2 separate regions of the Hordeum vulgare genome follow, and region 1 is linked to region 2. A link is a contact called in public Hi-C data. All regions are on one chromosome and are shown on one strand. Each heading gives the region's core, a stretch centred on a gene start, on an enhancer-like site or on the middle of the called end of the contact. The rest is flanking DNA. Distances are from core to core; before and after follow the strand shown.

Evidence for each region. A called contact is a pair of places that touch in the nucleus more often than the background predicts.
Region 1: a contact with region 2 is called in a Hi-C map of leaf, with 1.8 times the contacts expected there. The contact joins the promoter of LOC123399832 here to the promoter of LOC123399831 in region 2. A contact is called at or near these places in 4 of 6 Hi-C or Micro-C datasets (leaf, seedling and an unstated tissue).

What each region holds. Positions count from the first base shown.
Region 1 is chr5H:490,208,818-490,212,637 of MorexV3_pseudomolecules_assembly, forward strand. It overlaps LOC123399832 (ADP-ribosylation factor GTPase-activating protein AGD3-like), which reads right to left and starts at 2,377. Exons shown (of 19, transcript XM_045094214.1): 1 at 1,915-2,377; 2 at 912-988; 3 at 689-789. The coding sequence starts at 1,959.
Region 2 is chr5H:490,046,427-490,050,232 of MorexV3_pseudomolecules_assembly, forward strand. It overlaps LOC123399831 (protein PSK SIMULATOR 1-like), which reads left to right and starts at 1,395. Exons shown (of 16, transcript XM_045094212.1): 1 at 1,395-1,442; 2 at 1,843-2,218; 3 at 2,321-2,576; 4 at 2,679-2,904; 5 at 2,981-3,131; 6 at 3,194-3,412. The coding sequence starts at 2,027.

The sequences.
Region 1 (3,820 bases), core at 1,127-3,626, 160 kb after region 2:
ATTTTCATTGATAAAAGCGCCCTTCAGTTCTCATTTAGCTATCACTGGGGTTTTTACACAGTGGCCATCAAAAGGTTATCATTTGGAAATTTCAGGCGTCATGTGACAGCGTTTAACCCAAAAGTTAACAGACTTGCATGCATGCGTGCTGCTTAAAATGCATTCTTGACCATTGGCATACTAGTGCTGGCTGTTCACTAGATATAGTAGTAGTATTATATTTCTCCTACTACTACTATGGCACTATGTACACATGCAACAACCAACAAGCAGATAAATGACAACAAACCGGCAAGGACTTCTAAAAAAATGGACGCCATGCAAACTGCTGTTGCAGCAAGAAAAAGGTAAAATGAACAGTCTAGCTGAAAAGCAAGATCTAGTACTTGAACCCTGCAACTATTGATAAGTTCGTATATATAATTGACTGCCTACAAACCAGCCTAGAAAACATTTTGGTGGCATAAATCTGTCTCAATCGATATAGTATTGGTACAATGGCAAACAAGCAATTTTAATGAACTCGTCTTGGTATCAGAATCCTGTCTAAAACGACACCTGAACAAGAGCCAGAGGTAGTATCCAGTTTTAACAAGCATGAAAACAAAAGAATGCTCAAATCAGTAAAATGAGTAAATGTCATAACAGAATTAAATAAATGTACTTGAATGACAATTATATTGCTAACCTCCAAAGGCAACACTGATTGGATCATTGTGACCGCCTCCAAATGCTTCTAGGGAACTTGCGAACGCAATATCTCCATCATATGCTTCGCCTAGCCCTTCACTGAAATGAAAGGGCAAATGCAAACATGTTCAATCCTCGATCGCACATAGCAACGCGCAAGCATAAAATAGGGAGTATAAAGGGGCGGTTGCCACTCAAATGAGATGTCAATGGTCACTTACGTGTATTTACGGCAACCTTTGTGGTACTTCAAGCATCTCTCTCTCAGCAATTCAGCACCTTCTTCAAGTGATTGCATCTATTTATTGAAGGAAAAAAAACAATTTAAACAGTGTCCGTCAATCAAACAAACTCTATTGACCCTTTTGGTATAAACCCAGAACAACCATTAAAAAGGCTAGATGCAAAGCAATTTGTACTCAGCGGAGCACACAAAAAATGAAAAAAAAATTGAAATAAAAGCACATGTATGATGTATCACATCAAACGCTCATCATTTTGCTGATTTGTGTATAGTCATTGATTTATCACTCATACAATTGCATAGATAAAGCTTGTCGAGTTGCTTGGCGAATAGCGAAAATTCTGATCCAACCAATCGTCCGATCCTACCAACAAGATATCAAGCAGCCAACAGTTTGTGTATAGCAAACATACCCTACACCAGCAATTCGAACCAAATTCTTGCATAAACAAGCAAGCATTGATCTCCCTTGCATCGAAACAAACTTTGAGCGATCAACGCACAGGCATGGCAAAATAAAACGAGTAACATCTAGCAGGATGGAGAATGCTATACAATTGCCCTGAGGAGCTCAGGTGGAACCTTTACTCACATGTCGTTAATATCAGAAAAGATTTAAAAATACAGTAAGACATACTAGCAGTCAGACCAAATCAACCAAAAGCAGACAAGAAACCTGCACATCACTGCCACAGACAGAGCCATACAGAAAGAGCTGCTTCAGTTACGAACGGTTCGAGGCGAGGCTACGCCGAGAGGGAGCAGACTTGCTGCACCCAATCTCATCGGTGCAGCAGCAAAAACAAGGACAGATCCAATCCATCGCCGGGAGCCCAGTCCGGGAGCCACGGGCGGCAAGCATTACACCGGAAAGAAGCTGCGGGCTTTCCCCGTCCCCCCCACACTCAACAGTCGTCTCCTCTTCCCAGACACGAAGCGGGCCATGAATCGAGATCCGACGAGTAGGGTGGCTGGCTCACCTGCTTCCTGAACATGGGCGAGTCATCGAGCCTGGTGAAATACATGTCTGCCACCCACGCCGCCGCCGCCGCCGCCGCCGTCACTCCAGCACCGCGTGCGTACGGGCTCCTACCTCCTCATGAACGCCCTCTCCGCAGCCTCCGCCCCAGCGAAACCCCGGCCGCCGACAACCCACCCACCCAGCCGCCGCCGCCGCCGCCACCTCGGAGCCACGGACCGGCCGCCTGCCTGCTTCCACCTCCTCCGGAGGCCGCGTGCAGCCTGGGGTGCGCGCTCGGATGACGCCGGCGAATCCCGGCGAGAAACCCTAGGCGGCGGCCGGAATCGGCGAAATGGCGGTGGGGGCGGAGGAACGGAATGGCGAGGGGGGGGGGGGGACAGGCGCACACAGAGGGTGTAAAGAGAAAAGAGGGTCGGAAAGAAAAAGAAAAATAACGGTGCGCTGCAGTTCGATTTTACTAATCTCTCGGGTTGATTAAGGAGGGTGGGGTGGGGGGATTAGGAGCTGATCGTGCGTGGTGGGCCTCGTGGGTGGGGAGGCGCGGGGCCCGGTGGCGGTGAGAGGGCGTTGGTGGGCCCGGTGCGTGTGGGGCGTGGGGTGGCGGTTTGGGGCTGGGAGGAGGCGGTCACCTGCCGGTGAGCGTAATGATGGGCCGGTTACATGTCTTTGACCGGGGAATTCTTCGCTTTTTTAAAATGGAATTGATGAGGGAATTGCCGCTGGTTCTGTGATCGTGTCTGGTGCTGTGGACCGGGAAATCGTACTAGCATCCTGATTTGTCCACATGCTAAGCCCGAATCGATACACAACTCGATACTGTCGAGCACGGTTGTATTGCCACATGCTAAATCTTTAGATTCATGATCCCCCTTAAGTTTAGACCTCTCATAGCATCTACATCCCGACACCTTATATCCGTCTCACACGTCCGTACAGCCCGTCCGATCAATGACCGGTCATTAAAAACTGACCCACCCTTAAATTCATGATCACAGAACAAGGTTATTGGATTCAGTGCGCTTGGCACCACTCCAAGATCCGTCATTAACTGCTTCATCCAGACACCCTCCTTAGCCGCCTCCGAGGCAGCCATGTACTCCGCTTCACATGTAGAATTTGCTACGACGCTTTGCTTGGAACTGCACCAGCTTACCGCACCCCCATTAAGAATAAATACGTATCCGGTTTGCGACTTAAAATCGTCCGGATCTGTGTCAAAGCTTGCATCGACGTAACCTTTTACGGCGAGCTCTTCGTCACCTCCATACACGAGAAACATCTCCTTAGTCCTTTTCACATACTTCAGGATATTCTTGACCGCCGTCCAGTGATCCACTCCTGGATTACTCTGAAACCTACATGCCATACTTATGGCCAGGCTAACGTCCGGTCTAGTGCACAGCATTGCATACATGATAGAACCTATGGCTGAAGCATAGGGGACGGTGCCTTGTAAAACTGGCAAGAACCCCTTCTTGGACTGTTCCATTTTGAACCTCTTCAAAACTTTATCAAGGTATGTGCTTTGTGAAAGTCCTATCAGGCGTTTTGATCTATCCCTATAGATCTTAATGCCTAGAATGTAAGCAGCTTCTCCTAGGTCCTTCATAGAGAAACTTTTATTCAAGTAATCCTTTATGCTCTCCAAAAACTCTACGTTGTTTCCAATCAGCAATATGGCATCCACCTATAATATTAGAAACGCCACAGAGCTCCCACTCACTTTCTTGTAAATACAAGATTCTTCAACCGCTTGTATAAACCCAAATGCTTTGATCACCTCATCAAAGCGTTTGTTCCAACTCCGAGATGCTTGCACCAGTCCATAAATGGATCGCTGGAGCTTGCACACCTTGTTAGCATTCTTAGGATCGACAAAACCTTCGGGTTGCATCATATACAAC
Region 2 (3,806 bases), core at 145-2,644:
TGGATAATTTGTGTTATTTTCTATCCAAATTTTTGATGAATTCTATCGGGTTTGCATGAATTTCGTATGACCTGTTGAACTGTGAGTTAAAATGCATGTGAATAGTGTTGAATGACCGGCTCCTGCATCTATATTTGTAGATTAATGTAGTCACGGACGTGATAGCAAATTTGCAAATTGACGTTAAAGATACCTTTAGAGCATCTTCAACAGACGCACTGTGATGCGACAAGCTATTTTGTTTTCAATGTTGAAATAACGTTTTGACGTGCGCAGACGTATGTTAGCTTTTTTAGATGCTGTAAAATTTAACGCGCCGCTGTAACGCTTCATAATGCATGGTAAAATACAGAGTAATGCTAGCACGCCGCTGTAGCACCCTCACCGGTTGCTTGGAGACTGAGCTCCATGGCTTCGCGTCGAGCGGCAGCATGAAGCCACTCTGTGAGTTTGACCGGAGCGCCACGAAAATGCCACACGTGAGACCGGTGTTTGGAGCCGATGCTTCGCCGGCGGCGAAACCAGAGGTCAACCCCGCATAAGGGTTTGCGACGACGGCAGCGGATGGTTCACGAACGTAGGAAGGGGTTGGGAAATGTTGGCGCAATCATCCATCGCAGAAATTTCGTTCGCGGAGACGCGGGACGGGGCAAAGACGGGCGCGGCCGGAGCAGTCAATGGCGATTGGTGGTTCGCGTGCGAGATTATCCAACGCGCTTGCGCTATCTATCTACACCTATTAATAAAAGAAATAAGTATTCTTAGTCAGTCATGCTATTTTATAGAAGCCCCCCTGATGTTTTTGACATTAATTCCGTAATACATATCAAATGTTTTTTGAAATACTTATATCTTTTAAAGCGTAACTTCAAATTTAACATGTTATATATGAAATTTGATTAGAAAAAAGTTTAAAATCTAAATATGACGTTATTTTACTTGTTAACCATTTAAAATAAAAACTATCTAGGGTACAATCTTAATCAATAGTGCATTATCCATCTTTCTTTCATATACTAGTACTAATCTGGATTGGAGATAAACAGCTCAGCAAAATTAGGGTTGAAAACGGAATCGAAGATCACTTGCCCCTTTTTTATATGTATTAAATATACATGCAAGTCATGTTGAAATAAAAGACATGGGAAATCTTAAAGTACGTTTTTATAGGCTAAAACCATCGTTGTTTGGATCATAGCTATAATTTTTCAGATTATAGACATTTTTTATAAAATAAAAACACGTGATACCTTTTTTTTCGTTGCAATGCACGGGTCTTTTTCTGGTATACATACGTTTGGCGGAGACCCGGAGTCAACCTTCCGCACCAGATGCATCCACCCCTGTTCTGTTCTGTTCTGTCCTGTTGCATTCTGTTCTGTACGGGCGTATCCGCAGCAACTCCGATTGGATTCACGCTCTGCACCGCGCTGCATATTCAGGTTAGAAATCAATCAATCCCTCGACCTCCGCAGGGATTTCACCGAGACGACCGAAACCGATTTCCCTCCCCACCCGCGGACCCGCCTCGCTCTTCTTCCCCTTGTAGTGCACTGCCGGCTGGTGGAGAAGGCCGCCATGAGCATAGGCATAGGCATAGGCATAGATGTGGTGGCGTTTGGATATGGCTAGGTAGCTCCCCTAGCTTAGCCCAACAGCCCCGACCGGAAAGCCTGATTCTGAAATTGCCCCCCATTTCAAACAGTCCAAACACAAATCACAGACGAAATTCGAACTGGTTCGATATGTTATATGGGAAAAAAGACCTTTCTTCCCACCTGTGTAGTTAATTCCTATTATCAGCTGTGATCGTATTTAACTTGGCACTCAATATGGATGCAGGTTTTGATGGAGATCCTGCAAGTGTGACGCATCCACTTTGATCCTTCCTCTTGAACAGACGCTCCGAATTTTTATTTGTCCCAACTTTGGAGCAGAGAGAGGAGTGGCTCACATAACAAGGGGATGAGGAGGTAAACGAGCCGCCGTTACCGACAAGTTTATATCTTCCTAGGGATATAAGAGAATGGGCGTCGAAACGAGTAAACATGCCAATACTTTCCTGCCAAACGATATGGATTTCGGCAAACTGGAGAACATGCTGCAAGAGCCAAGTGTCACGCCAATTTGCCTGCCGGTAGAGTTTCTGAAAGTCATCACACGCGATTTTTCTGCGGACCAAGAACTAGGAAGAGGTGGGTTTGGAGTGGTTTACAAGGTATGGCTGTTCTTCTTCTTCTTTACCGTTCACTTTGCGAATGTTAGCATGCAGCATTTCACCAAAGGAAAGTGTATGTACTGACAAAACGAGGTTGGACAGGGGATGCTTCAAAATGGGAAAATGATTGCTGTGAAGAAGCTTTTTGAAATGGGAGTGGAAGACGATCAATTCCAGAACGAGGTCACCTATCTTATCGGGGTAAAGCACCAAAATATAGTACAACTTGTGGGCTACTGCGCTGAATCACGGTGGGAAGCAACACGAGTAGGTGGGAGATATGTCATGGCTGAGATACGGAAGAGATTGCTCTGCTTCGAGTATCTAAAAAACAACAGCCTTGATAAGCATATTTCTGGTGGGTTGCTGTAGCCAGATCTTGTTTTCCTTTCAACTCCATTATTTTTGTGTAAATTAAGTTGGATGATCCGATATACATTTTTCTTGTCTATTTCTGCAGCTGAATCTTGTGGACTTGAGTGGCGCATAAGATACGATATAATTAAGGGGGTTTGCAGCGGCTTGCATTACCTTCATGCTGAATGCCGAATTGTCCATTTAGACCTCAAACCCCAAAATATATTGCTGGATGATAGTATGGTCCCCAAGCTTGCCGATTTTGGCATGTCTAGGCTCTTTGGCCAACAGGAGTCTCGAGTTATCACCGAAAGTCGTGGGGGTACACTGTAAGCTATTCCTACTCAGAGCTTCGTTGCTTCTCGATCTAGTCTAGTATAAAAAATGCACCCTTGTTTTATGCAGTGGATACATGGCACCAGAGTACATAAACAATGGAGTAATCTCAACCAAGTCAGATATATTCAGTTTGGGCACTATAATAATTGAGCTATTGACGGGAAGCAGGGAATATCCCCAGAGTAGTGAAACACCGTTTGAGCACTTCATTGAGAATGTAAGATGAATAAATCCACCATTTGCACTTTCATAATGTACTAACTTGTGGGAAGTTTGTAGGTGATTGCAAATTGGAGACACAGATTGGAAAAAACACTCAGTCATAGAGCGTTGTTAGCCTGTTCCGAGCAAATAAACAGATGCATCGTATTAGGACTAAATTGTTTTGATCTCGATCCCCATAAAAGGCCCTCTGCAAGGGATATATTACAAACCCTGAATGAATTGGAAAGTACAGATTGTTGTTTTGACATGAATGATGTGCCAGCAGTGGGCCAGGTATGATAAGTAATGGCGTGCTTTGGTACATGTTATGCTAGTTTTTTATTTTCAACAAAGGAAATAGATGTTGATATATCGTCCTTGCTCATGTTCTTAAAACTTCTTCGTTGTACTACAGGAAAAGGAAATAGAACTCTATGGATTTGCCAAGTGGATTATCTAACTAGTTCATGCATGTATCTTTTTTAAAAAAAACTTCTACCCTGTACTACAAGAAAAGGAAATCAAGACCCTTAAGATTTTGCCAAGTGGATTATCTAACTCTTCTGTGGGTCAGTACATGCAAAATTAAGTCAGAAGCCATTAAACATGTCAATTTTTTTGTTCGTGATAGGACTAAATGTAAGGTTGTCACTCTGATGGATTGCTGAGACTGCAAGGAATAACTAAT